3 separate regions of the Sus scrofa genome follow, and all the other regions are linked to region 3. Evidence: chromatin contacts called from public Hi-C and HiChIP or PLAC-seq data. All regions are on one chromosome and are shown on one strand. The core of a region is the stretch at or near the end of the contact, and the rest is flanking DNA. Distances in the headings are between cores, read along the strand shown.

Region 1 (4,229 bases), core at 1,070-3,569, 380 kb before region 3:
GCGAGCTGGACCACCTGTGGCTGGAGACAGTGAGTTGCGGGGGGGCTGGGGTGGAGGGTGGCGGGGGTGGTGGGGGTGGCCATGGTCTCAGGGATGGCGGGGGCAGGCTCTGTGGCCACCCGGAGTTCTCATCCTCCTCCTTTTGTGGCCCCAGCTGCTGTGTCTGATTGGGGAGAGCTTTGAGGAGCACAGCCAAGACGTGTGTGGGGCTGTCATCAACATCCGAACCAAGAGGGACAAAATTGCTGTGTGGACGAGGGAGGCAGAGAACCAGGAGGGCGTGCTGCACATTGGGTGAGGGGCACCTCTGGCACAGGCTGGGGGCTGGGTCTCTTCAAGGGGAGAAGGTGGAACCGAGGGAGGGGCATGACTTGGCCAGCAGGAGAGACTTCTGGAACTCTCCAGGCTGTCTCCCCCTTCCTTCTTCCCCGCTTTTATAAAGGGTGTGGAATCTGGATTTCAAACTGTTACTGAACAGACCTTTTCTGTCTCGCATTAGTCACATTTTGGGTTTCCACGTGGGTAAGACACACACAACAGGCGTGATTGTGGCTGGAACTAGAGGAGGGACATCGGGCCAAGGACCCAGGGTCCCAGGTTATTTCCAGGACCCATTAATGACTGCCTGTCTCATCTCCTCTTCTACTTGCCTCCCAGGCGTGTCTACAAAGAGCGCCTGGGCCTCTCCACAAAGACCGTCATTGGGTACCAGGCTCACGCAGACACGGCCACCAAGAGTAACTCCCTAGCCAAGAACAAATTTGTGGTGTGAGGGGACCCTGGCACCACTGCCCATTTGGCTGCCCCTGAGCTTTCCACTGCTGTGTGTGTGTGGGGGGGGGGTGCTGGGCTGAGGGCAGACGGCATGGTTTTCACCTATCTTGGAGTGTATATGAACATTCTTTAATGTGAGTTGGGGCCCAGGCCTAGGGGCAGCTCGGGTGGGTAGGGGCAACCTGAGGGCCAGGGCAGCACAAAGGTGGCCTTGTTTCAACCCTGGGGGTGGGTTGGGTAAACTGGGGTGAAGTGAGTCACGGGGTGGGGGGCTCATCTGCAGGTGGAAAGATAACAGGAGCAAATCCTAGGATCCAGAGCTTCCTTGGTGCCCCTACCTGGGGGAAGCAGGCCAGGTGGCCTGAGGGCCAGACTCTTCCATTTTGGGGGAGGGAGCTCACTGACACCCTGAGAGCTAGTGCTCAGGGACGGGAGTCTCTTGAGTGATCATTCTGCTTTTTCAAAACTTTCATGGTTGCTTCCATGAGATTTGCAGCCTTGGAGCCCACCCTGTGTCCCACACCTTCCAGCAGCCAGCTGAGTATGGGTTCCTAGTTTATGGGGGGTGGGGGTGGATGAAGGCCTGACCCAGGAGAGGAGGCCGTGGTGGTCAGGCCTTCTACTAGACATGGATTAACTGAAAGGTGATGGAGCTTAAGCCCCTTTCTGTACCTATTCTAAATAAATACTTTTAAACAAAATAAATTATTTTGAGGGCTCTGAAATTAAGATTTCCCCAAACCTTGATCTGTTCCAGTCCTGCCTTGAGAGGGCTCCTGTGAAAAACTTGGGTACCAAGCAGCCTGAGTAGGGCCTAAGCTGGTACAGAGGAGAGGGGTTAGACGCGGAATGGGGGTGGGTGTCAACCACCAAAGGGGTTTGACCCAGGAGATGCAGTGTATGCCCTTGGCAAAACCGAAGCAGCGGGGAACAACAGGTGTAGTCTTCACAGGACCCAGGTGTCATCACTTCTGAGTTTGAACCAGAAGAAGTAGAACTGAATTTCGTCCAATGAGAAGCGCTTGTGATTCGACTCCACTGTAATAAAACATCCTGCATGTGTGCTAAAAACACCGTCAACATAGCCATCCTTTACCATCCTCCACTCGCTCAGGAGAGCAGTGGTTACTCCTCTCCAGGGTTGGGCATTGACAGCAAAGCCGGGGATTGGGGTGGCCCTGGTACCGAACTCTGCGATATGGGAGGAACTGAGGTGGGAGGAATTGAGGCTCTTTCCAGCTTGCGGCTTGCGGCGCCCTCAGCAGGTGTCTCAGGTGGGTCTGAAGCGGGAGTCCGCAGCAGCGGCCGGCCAAAGGGGCGGAGTCAGGCCTAGAGGCGGAGCTCCGAGGGGTCTGAGTCGTGGGGGAGGGTCTGGGCCTGGGGTGGTGCCTTACAGGAGCGGGCCTGGAGAGAGGTCCAGGGGCGGGGCTCCAAGTGGAGGGTGGCAGAGTAGGGCTGGGGGCGGAGGCGGAGGCAGGCCTAGAGTCAGGGCTCTGGGGGGAACCTAGTGAGGGGCGGTCCGGGTGCCGGGGGCGGTCCCTGAGGGGCGGTCCCTGCTGGGAGGGCGGGGCCCGACCGGCGCTCTGTGCGGCAGAGGCCATGAAGCCGCAGCCGCCGGGCTAGGCCCCGGGCGGCTCTAGCCCAGGGCGGCCCGCGGAGGGCTGGGCCTAGCCCCCGGCTCCGGTTCCCGGGCCGGCGGGCGGCCTCTCACCATGCCCGGCAAGCACCAGCACTTCCAGGAACCCGAGGTCGGCTGCTGCGGGAAATACTTCCTGTTTGGCTTCAACATCGTCTTCTGGGTGAGCGCTGGGTGGGTTCTGGGCCCTGTGCTGGGGATGCCAGGAGAAGGGGGCTCAGGCCCTTACTAGGGGGAGACCGCGCTCTGCCACAAGGACTTGGGACCGTCTCCCCACTCTTTCCTCCCACTCCCACCTCCACACCCACCCCCAGGACCACCCGAAGGAACTGCGTTGAGGCCTGGATTGCAGGGGGCGGGTCTCAGCCACTGCGGTACTGGGCGGGGAGGGGTAGTCTTCCGGGGTCTTCCTAAGACCTGACAGAGACAGGGTCCTTGAGGACCCCCACGGCCACGCTTGGTGCAGGTGGCCTCCTATCCCTACCAGCCCCCTTGCTACTCTGGGATGTGGGGGGTGCACAGGGCCCCACCCCTGGTTTTGCTCATAGGGAGGAGAGCCTCCATGGTTGGATCCACTCCCCTGCCACTTTACCTTTCCAGCACCTGGGCCTGCTGCTTTGCCTTAAGCTCCTACAAAGAGGGCTAGGTCAAAACCTCCTCCCGTCCCCCAACTAAGAGGCTTGTGGTCAGGGAGGGCCAATCGCCCTAGTTCTCAGCCAGGGCCAGTGGGATATCCCCTGATGAGAAGCCAGGAGAGCCAGCCCTGGGGAACAGATTTCAACATTCCACTGCTGACCAAACCTAGGCTTTGGAGCCAGGCTGCCCCTGTCTGGAGAAGGGAGCTGCTGGTGCCCCTCCCAGGGTGGCATCTGTGCCCCTGGGCCCTGCCAAGTCATCTTTCCCTTTTCCCTCCCCCATCCCATCTCTCCAAGGCTACTTGCTGCCTCTGCAGTCTCTGCTTCTGTTGCCTTGGGTCAGAATGCCAGGCCCATTCATTTTAGTTCAGCAGGACTCAGTGGCACTACCCTCTACCCACATGCCACTCATGAAGTGTGGTTGTCCCTTGGCCTCAGCAGTGCCTAGATCTCAAGGGTGGGGGCCATGTGCAAAGAGCACTGGAGGGGGCAGTCTGGGACTCTGGGTGCAGCAGGCCTAGCTGTGACACTGTGAGCAAGTTACTTCTCTCTGGGCCTCAGCTTCCCGGCCAGCGGGTGGGTGAAAAATGAAGTCTGTCCCTCAGGGCTATCAAGCAGATTAAGTGAATTATAACTTACTGTATTCTTGCAGCTACTTTATTATGATCTACATTTTACAGGCAAGGGAACAGGCACAGAGAGGTTAAGTCACTTAACCCAGACTCACAGAACCAGTAAGTGCAGAGCCAAGGTGACAGGGAGCCCCCAGATGTCAAGGGGGGAGAGGTATGAGTGATCCAGACTTGTTTAAGAGGCTGAGGAGCCAGAGTGTGAAAAACCCCAGGACTTGGCAGAGAGTTTGTGTTTTATGTTCAGGGCAGTGGGGAACACTGAGGGCTTTGGTGCTGGGTGATGGGTCTGCTCTAGCTTTTGTACTGGAGGCAGATGTGTCTGGCTGCCATGGGTGAGTGAGGGGCAGGGCTTGGAGGTAAGGAGACCAGGGAGGAGGGCTGGTGCAAAGCTGGGGTGGGTGGGAGCGAGGAGGAAGGCTCCAGGGGGAGTTATGAGGCCTCATTTCCAGGACGAGGCCCCTTGGGGGTTTGGGTTTGGATCAAGGTGGCCTGAAGGAGGTACCTGTGAAACAGGCCCAGGGGTTTGCTTGTTTGTTTTAGTTGAAAGCAGAC
Region 2 (4,195 bases), core at 1,317-3,816, 480 kb before region 3:
TCTTATGCTTTGGAATCCCACCCTTGAAGGCAGGTTCTGTTACTTTCTTACAGATGAGGAAAATGGCTCAGGAAGTGTGGCCCAGTAGGCTCTAGCAACCACAGGTGGGGGTGGTTCACTCCCGCCCAGGCATCTGCCTCGAAATTCTGTGGAGAAATGAGGGTTCTAGAGTTTCCTGCATGATCTGGGCAAGTCCCACCCTGATCACCATCTCATTGGTCCTCCCAATGACCTAGGAGCTACGTACCAGTGTTTGCTCCATTTTACAGATGAGGAAGCTTGAGAAAGAGGGGAATATGACTCGCCCACTGTCACAGAGCCTTCAAGGGGCAAACCTGGGGTCGCATGTTAATCTAACATTAAACTTGACTCATACAACACAAACACCAAGACAGGGTCCCCAAGCGTTGCTCAATAATCAAAAGCACAGATGTCCTTGGGGCAGGAGACCTTGAAGGCCCCTGAGACAGGTGGCTCCAAATCACAGAGTGGAAGAGTGGCAGAGAAGGATGCAAATCTTAGTCCCTGGAGTGCAAAGCACTGGATGCTACATTCCAGCTTCCACCCCCCAAGCCTCCTCCACAGATGGGAGGGATTCTGCACAGGCAGGAAGAAGGCGGGGTCACGGGTTCCTGCTGGGGCCCTCCCCTGCTCCATGAGCCTACCTAAGAGCCTGGACAGCTGGCTGCCTCCTTCCCTACATCATGGTCAGAAAGTACTCCACTCTTTTCTTCTAAGACCCCCTCAAAACCTCCTCCAGATGCAGGGGCCAGTAGCCTTCCAAAGAGGAGCTGGCAGAACAGAGACTGAAAGACCATCCAGGGACACACAGCACAGCCTAGTAGCTCAGAGCATGGACCTCCCAGTGACCACAGAGCAACAGACCTGAGTCCAGAGTCTCATACTCTAGGATGGGGACTGATAGGCTCCCTGCCAAGTCCTCTCTGCTCAGGGCAGGGAGGCACCCTGAACATCCCTGAGCCCCAAGCTCTGGCTCCCCTAAAAAGTAGAAGTTGTCTGTGCATAGGGTGGGAGGATGGGGTGTGTGTGTGAAGGTGTTCCCAGGTCTGGGCTCAGGTCTGCAGCCCTCTGGCACCAGCTCTGAGACTTGGTCAGCCATGTGGCCTCACTCCAGTTATACATTCTCAGTCTGTCATCTATAAAATCAGGATGATGAGGACACTACTGATAGATATTTACTGAGCACTTAGTGTGTGGAGCAATGCTGTTCATCTCCTATAGGCTACTGAGGCGGCAGGCATACAACGATGGTTAAAAACAGAGCCTCTGAAGCCAGCCCACTTGAGCTTGGACCCTGGCTCTGCCTTTCAACATCTTGGTGACCTTGAGGAAGTCATCGCCTCTGTGAGTCTGCCCAGGTGTAAAATGGGAGTGACTGTACCTACCTCAGTGAGTCATTAGTGGCTCTGACTGTGTGTGAACCTTCTGTGGTACCTGCCTAACTTTCTGGGTCAGGGTCTGAACTTGAATGCTTGAGGTTTGAGGGTATGGCATTGGGAGGGGCTCCCATATCTGACTCCCTCCCCTGTGTAGGTCTCACCACTGGATCTCAGAGGGTCTGCAGAGGAAGGAGCAGGTACTGTCACATCATCCAAAGATGAAAATCGGGGGCTGCGAGAGTGGGGGAGCCTGGCAAATCCAGAGAGATGAGTCCAATCGAATTCTCCGTTTTCCCTCCATCTTAAGTGTCTTGCCTACTCCAAGGCCAGCTTCCTACGCCCACATCGCCTTCTAGGCCCCCGGCAACATCTCCACTCGGGCTCAAAGGCCCTCAGCTGTGTGACCTTGGCAAGACACAGACCCTCTGGAACGCCCACCTTTCTACACCCTCAAAGTAGTAACGACGCAGCTGGCATGCTGTGGTCTGTTCCTCAGAGGCAGAGCCACTCCGGGGCAGGGTTCGGGTCGCTCTGGATTTCAGGGGCTGGGACATGGAGCACTGGAAAAGTGTTTGGGACAGACGTGACGAGACCAAAGAGCTGCTGCTCTGCCTGGACGCCAGGGCCCCAGCCGAAGCCGAAACCCGCCAGCGGATGTGAGAGGGGCATGCGCGGGACGCAGGGCACGCTGGGAGTTGCTGTTCCCAGGCGCTCCGCATACTGGGGCACTTGGACCTGGCGGGCGAAGGGGCTCTGGCGCCAGGTTCGGAGACAACGAGCTGTGGCCCTGCGGAGGCAGGCAGCGGCCTCACTGGAAGTCCCTGCGCTACCCTGCCAGCCCGCGGCCGCCCCCTATCGCTCCGTCCTCGCTGGCCCCGCGCCTGGGGAGCACGGCGTAGGGTTCAGGCCGGGGGTTACCTGGGGCCGCGACGGGGCTCCACCCCCACCGAGCGGCCGGCGCGTCGCTCCCGCTGCAGCCGGGGGTCCCGGTCCCGCTACGGCTCGAACGCCGCCGGCCGCGGCAGCCCCTCAGGCCTCACAGGCCCCACACAGTGGAACCGTCCACGGACTTCTTCACCTGGGCGCGCGCGCCCGCGCGCGCGCGGAGCCCACACCAGCTGCGTACCTTTACCCTCGCTCCCGCGCGCGCGTGTGGAAGTACCTGGACTACACCAAACGCGCGGGAGCGGAGGGTGGGAGGAGGCGGGGCGTGATTCGGCCACGCCCATTCGGTGTCCAGCCGCAAAGGGCGCGCAAGGACGAAGCGTCCAGGGCCTGACAGACCAGCTTCCACCTTATTACCCGTGTGACCTTGGATGTGTGACTAAATAGGAAAGATAATAATGACTCCGTGGCCGTTTAAAGAACCTTCGCTTCGCGGACAGTTTTTTCTGCTCCCCCAAGCCTCGGAATTTTGTGGGTTAGTCAGGTATCGATATACAAAGAGCAAAGACTGGGGCCCGCAAAGCTTGGTTTCTCACTATGAATCATTCTCTGAGCTTCAGTTTCCTCGGTCTGTGAAATGGAAGCGATAATACCGCCTTCCAGAGGTAGGGAGACTCTAGTGACAAAAGAACGCCTATATCCATCGCTAGAGCCTGGACCACAGCCGATACTTGTTCAGGCCAGGCATCCGCAGTCCCAGAGGGGATCCCAGCAGCCTGCATCCGTGGGTATAATTAGCCCGAGAGGACTACGACTCCCAGCGCGCCCCACTCCCGCAGGGTCTTGCCGGGAATTGTAGTCTCTGCATGTCTTGACTCTCAGAGGCTGGCGCCAGGAGGACCCTTTTTCTCAACCTAGAACTTGGCACTTCTGAGGAGGGCTGTTTTAAGCCCGCTGCCTCGAAGCCGACTTATTTTTTAAAGTTTATATTTGTTGAGCTCTTCCCATGTGCTAAGCAATGTTCTAAGTGCTTAACATAAATTAACTTAGTTGTTACCTTAATGTCCAGCAACCCAGTGAAGAAATATTTTTATTGTCCCTCTTTTGTAGATTTGAACCCTGAAGCATAGCGAGCTGAAAGGATTTTGCTAGGAAGTGACAGGGCCCAGGATTTCTTCTCAGGTCCGATATCCAGAGCCTGCTTTCTGCCTCACTCTGGCTCATCCTTTAAATAAATGGTTTTGTTTTGTTTTGTTTTCTCTTTCTTTTTAAAATAGGAACTACATTAAAGCCTAATTCAGGATGTACTTTGTAACTGTACAGTAAAATGCAAAAGTCTCATGCGTATAGCTTAGTGCAGTCTTCATAAATGTATACCTCTGTATTAACAAAAATCCAGTCAAGATCTAGAATATTTTCAGTCACTCCAGAAAGTTCCTTCTTGGCCCCTCCAAATCAGCTTCCTCCGGATGTTAACTGTTGATCTGGTTCCTATCACTGTAGATTTGTTTTCTGTGCTTAGAACTTCGTGTCAATGGAATGGCTGGCTGTATAAATTCTGTCTTCTTTCCTTCTGCATCAAGTTTTTGAGATCCAATCTGTTGCATTTGTCTGTCCTCCCCACCCCCAACTTTATTGCAATCTAATTTACATATAACATTATGTAAGTTTAAGGTATACAGTATTGTTCAATACATGTATGTATTGTAAAATGTTTCCCAAAATAAGATTAGTTAACATCCTTCACCTACACAGTTACTATTTTGTTGTTGTTGTTGCCATGAGAACATTAAAGCTCCACTCTCACAGCAACTTTCAAGCATAAGATAGATACAATATTAACTCTAGCCACCTTGCTGTTCATTAGATCACCAGAACTTACTCATCTTATAATTGGAAGTCAGTATTTT
Region 3 (4,436 bases), core at 1,601-4,100:
AGCCATTTCCCTCATATTATTCTTCTCCCATAGCAACAATACACAGTAGAACATGTTGAGCAGTGGTTCTCATTTTCCACAGGGAAGAAATTAAAGTCAGCCCCACAAATACTAGGCAGGTCTTTCAACAAGGAGTTCAGGCCTGGACAAATACTAGAAGCATTTTCACAAAGAGACAAAGCGGAAAACTGATGACATGGGCTGTTTACAGACACTCAGTGCTGTAACTCAGGACTCTGCCTCAGTGGCACAGGGGGACAAATCAAGACAACATTCATTGGAGAATAAATGGAAATTATTTTGAGCATCTAATTGGATTGGGAGTGGGAGGTGGGGGACTGTTATCCAATAATACATATAGCATCATAAGTACCCCTTTCTCAAGATTTGCTCCATTGTGTTAAATATATATACGTTCGAGTTACAGGATTTTAACAAAGATGCCCTTGGTACTTCTACCTGAATAACTCATGCTACACAAATATAGGTAACTAGAAATCTTTTTTAAGATAAGTAATATACAATAATGGGTTTTTAGGCTGGTCATGTGGTATTGGCAAAAAGACATGGATTTGCATTCTGAGGACTAGTTTGTTCAAGTATGGGCTCTGTGGCTAAGTAGCTGTATGGTCCTGACAAAACCTTCACCTCTCTCAGTCTTCCTTTATTGTCAAATAAGAAAGAATCTACATAAGAGAGAACCACCCCCAGGATTCGAGGATTAAATGTTACAATGTATGTTGTTGTTTTTTGTTTTTTTGTGGTGGCCCTGGAGCATATGGAGTTCCCAGGCCAGAGATCAGATCTGAGCTGCAGTGGTGGGATGGAACGCACATCCCAGAGCTCCCAAGATGCCTCTGATCCCACTGTCCAACAGTGGAAACTCCTATATGTTAAAGGTGCTTCATAACTATAAAGCTCTGCACAAACACCAGTCATCTATTGCACTGGAAGCTTTGGAGCCTGACATGAGGCCTGACACAGAGCTGGCGCTCACTATTTGCAGTCTCAATAAATAAATACCACTGATGAGTTGTGTGATCTCAGATAAGAAAAATCTCTTTCTCTCCTTCCTCATCTGACACCACGACTCCAATGTCCACCTTGTTCACTGGAATACAGGCATACTGTCCTTTTTCCTGTTCCTCCAACACAGCAAGCTCACTCCTACCGTTGCATCTATTTCCTCTCCTGGAACATTCCTCCCCAGTTCTTTGCATGGTGTCCCCTTCTTACCAATCAGGTCTTAGGTCAACTATTTCTTCAGAAGCTTTCTCTGACCACTTTGACTAATGTTCCTCCCATATCATTCACCCAATGTGTGTTCCTGTTTTATTTTCTCCTTAGCAGTTAGCACTATCTGTTGACTTATTACACTTTCCTTCACTAGAATAAAAAGCAAGATAGAGCTTCCGCATCTATCTTGTGCACCACTGTATTCCAATGCCCAAAACAACATCTAGCTCATAGTAAATTCTCAATAAGCATTTGAAATAACTTTATATCAAAAGTTTCACTATTGAAAAAATATATACTATGTACCTATGAAGATTCAGGCTCTATTTCAAGATGCTGGGGATTCAGCTGAGAGCAAAATAAACAAAAATCTCTGCTCTCCTGGGGCATGCCTTCTAGTGGGGAAACAATAAACAAGATTAAAACAATACCATATCTGATAACAGTCAGTGTTAAGGAGAAAAAAAAAAAGCAGGAAAGGAGGATATGAAGTGTATGTGGAGGGGCAAAATTTCAGCTAGGACAGCCAGAGAAGGAAATAAAGAGAAGAGCCACAAGGCTATATGGGGAAAAGGCCAGGATAACTGGGACAGGAATGAAGGGGCTGGAAGCTAACACAACAGGAGATGAGGTCAGGGAGGTTAAGAGAAGTCATACTGTATAGGCCTTACTGGCTAAACCAAGGACTTCGACTTTTACAAAGAGTAAGATAGGAAGGTTTTGGAGAATTTCAGCGCCGGGGTGCCACCATGTGGCTTGTTAAAAGAGGATCTCTGAGAGTTCCCCATGTAGCTCAGCGAAAAAGAACCTGATCAGGATCCATGAAGATGCGGATTTGATCCCTGGCCTCGCTCAGTGGGTTAAGGATCGAGTGTTGCTGTGAGCTGCGGCGTTGGTCGCACAAGCGGCTCAGATCCTGAGTTGCTGTGGCGTAGGTCAGCAGCTGCAGCTGCAGCTCTGATTCAACCCCTAACCCCGGAACTTCCATATGCAGCAGGTGTGGCCCTAAAAGACAAAAATAAATAAATAAATAAAATAAAAGAGGATCTCTGGCGCTGCTGTTTTGGGAGAATACCTGAGGGATAAACGAAAGGGCCGGTGAGGATGCTAAAATAATTGTCGCGCGAGAGAGTGCTCGGAAAGACTGAAGAAGGAGCAGACGCAGCGGTTGGAATAAATTTCAGCTTGTGACAGTTACGTTGGAGTACAGTTTAGCAGGAAGACTAGGCTGGGGGTTAGTACCTGGAACTCAAATGGTATGTAATATTAATAGTAATCGAATCATGGAAATGGACAACCAGCTCTACCACTTACTAGGAACGAACTCTTGAGTAAGCCATTTTTAAGTTCTGGGCCTCAGTTTCCCTACTAGTGAAACAAATATATTCCCACATAACAGGGCTTTCATGAGTATGAAACGAGAAGTGTCAAAAGCTGACCGTGAGCAATGTGAGAAACCTGAGCCAAGGACTGCACGAGCCTGTCCCGGAGGGAGGGGGCTGCCGTGGAAGCCGCGACCAACTCCACTCACAACCTCCGATGTCCGAGCAGCAGCGTTGAAAAGGTAGCCGCTCTCCCGCACTGTAACGTAGTCTGCGGTGCCCAAACCTCGCGAGATTTGTAGGCCGGGCAAAGTCACCCTCCCACCCACATCTCGCGAGACCCACGTTCCTGAGCGGCTATCGGCAGGTTAGAGCTTGCGGGGAAGATGGAGTATCCCGCGTTGGGCTCAGTGGAAGCAGCGGACAGCGGCGTGGCCCAGCTATACAACAGCTCGGAGGAGCGGGAGGGCCGGGAGCTGGATGCGCTGCGCTTCGACCGCGAGAGGGCGCGCCGCCTCTGGGAAGCAGTGTCCGGGGCCCAACCAGTGGGGAGGGAGGCAGGTGAGTCCGGGGGTCTCAGAGGCAGGAATCCCCTCGCCCGCCTGTTCATTTCCTCGGGAGTGGCGGAAGCGCGGGGCGAGAATGCGGATCAGCCCCCGGGTCTACGGTCACACCCCCTGGCGCCCGACCTGTCCCCTTGCGCGACGCGCCCCGGGACTCCCTTGACTCGTGCACCCCACCTGGGCCCGAGCGCCGTGGGTAGCTCCACTGAAAATCGAGACCGCGGCACCCCAAGAATCGCGTGCAAATGATCAAGGGCCTTTTCATGCTCGGGCGTGGGATTCTTTCCCCCGCCTTCTTCATGCACCAGAGCGCATATCTTCCTAAACTCCAGGACTGGAATCATCTGGGCGTGCCGTCATCACCGTCTCAGATCTGCAGAACCTTCCTCGCCTGGCCAGACTCTTAGCCCTTTCACTATACCAATCTCCAGGTTTCCCGGTCCTAGTGTCTCTTGCCTCCCTTCTCATGCCCTACACTTCCGAGGGCCCTAGAAGGCCTTACACCATTGTCCTTCCTGGACTTGGTGACCGAGCCCTGGCCTACCCCCTGCTTCTTGATATCTCTTGTCTCCACCAGCTGGGTCCCTTTTCAGAGATGTGGGCCAGGAGCCTGAGAACCTGACCAGGATATACTTTGACTCCAGCTTCTTTGTATCCCAGTGTTGTGGAGAACAGGATACACAAGGCTACCCAGGGGGCCACTTCTGGACTGAAGCTTCCCAGGTTGACTTGGCACTGAGTAAGATGGAGTAGAAAAAGGAGGATGGAAAAAGCTGCCCTGACCCTGCTATGTGACACCCTTCACAGTCAGCAGAGCTATCTGCTTAACTAACCCAGAAGTACACAAACTGGGCCTTTGTGCTAATCCTGTCAGGTAATCTGCAGGGAAATCAGATTTCTCTAAAGGCTTGTTTACTTGCTGAGCAGACTAATTTTGGAAAGTAAATATGTTGCTTGTGAACTGATTGCCCTGGGATAAATGGAATTTTTGTCTAGGAAGATGTTTAAATTTGGAGTGGTATGCAGACCTATACCCTGATGAATATTTCTTAGTCCAGTCTGACTCTTAAATTAGTATAGAGCACCTGTCTCCTTCATCCTCATACATTCAAATGTATTTAGCACAAAGTTGCCTCTCCTCCGCCCTCAACCTCAGCAATTTTCCTTTCATTCATTTGACATTCACTGACACCTGCTCTGTTCTCAAGACTGGCTGTCCTCAGAGCCACAGAGATGAGGAAAATACTGTCCTTGTCCTGAGGAGCTTGTAGTCTAGTCCAGGAAGCAGACACCAAAACAGTTGCAGTATAATGTA

Evidence for each region. Hi-C and Micro-C count contacts between places; a contact is called where the count stands out from the background. HiChIP or PLAC-seq counts read pairs in DNA pulled down with a chosen protein or histone mark.
Region 1: an H3K27ac HiChIP or PLAC-seq map of alveolar macrophages shows a contact between it and region 3. The contact joins the promoter of TSPAN17 here to the promoter of UIMC1 in region 3. A contact is called at or near these places in 4 of 5 promoter capture datasets (fetal liver, fetal skeletal muscle, liver and 1 more), 27 of 47 Hi-C or Micro-C datasets (adipose tissue, alveolar macrophages, blood and 14 more) and 2 of 2 datasets of contacts at active chromatin or transcription factors (alveolar macrophages and skeletal muscle).
Region 2: a Hi-C map of epiblast stem cells shows a contact between it and region 3, with 4 times the contacts expected there. The contact joins the promoter of RNF44 here to the promoter of UIMC1 in region 3. A contact is called at or near these places in 1 of 47 Hi-C or Micro-C datasets (epiblast stem cells) and 1 of 2 datasets of contacts at active chromatin or transcription factors (alveolar macrophages).

Annotation. Positions count from the first base shown.
Region 1 is chr2:81,274,702-81,278,930 of Sscrofa11.1, reverse strand. It overlaps TSPAN17 (tetraspanin-17), which reads left to right and starts at 2,319. Exons shown (of 9, transcript XM_021084419.1): 1 at 2,319-2,573. The coding sequence starts at 2,487. EIF4E1B (eukaryotic translation initiation factor 4E type 1B) reads left to right here. Exons shown (of 7, transcript XM_021084422.1): 5 at 1-29; 6 at 155-294; 7 at 1,727-1,845. The coding sequence ends at 1,769.
Region 2 is chr2:81,370,798-81,374,992 of Sscrofa11.1, reverse strand. RNF44 (RING finger protein 44) reads right to left here and starts at 2,566. Exons shown (of 11, transcript XM_013994879.2): 1 at 2,527-2,566.
Region 3 is chr2:80,894,045-80,898,480 of Sscrofa11.1, reverse strand. UIMC1 (ubiquitin interaction motif containing 1) reads right to left here and starts at 2,850. Exons shown (of 15, transcript NM_001097447.2): 1 at 2,676-2,850. It overlaps ZNF346 (zinc finger protein 346), which reads left to right and starts at 2,904. Exons shown (of 7, transcript NM_001244480.1): 1 at 2,904-3,119. The coding sequence starts at 2,945.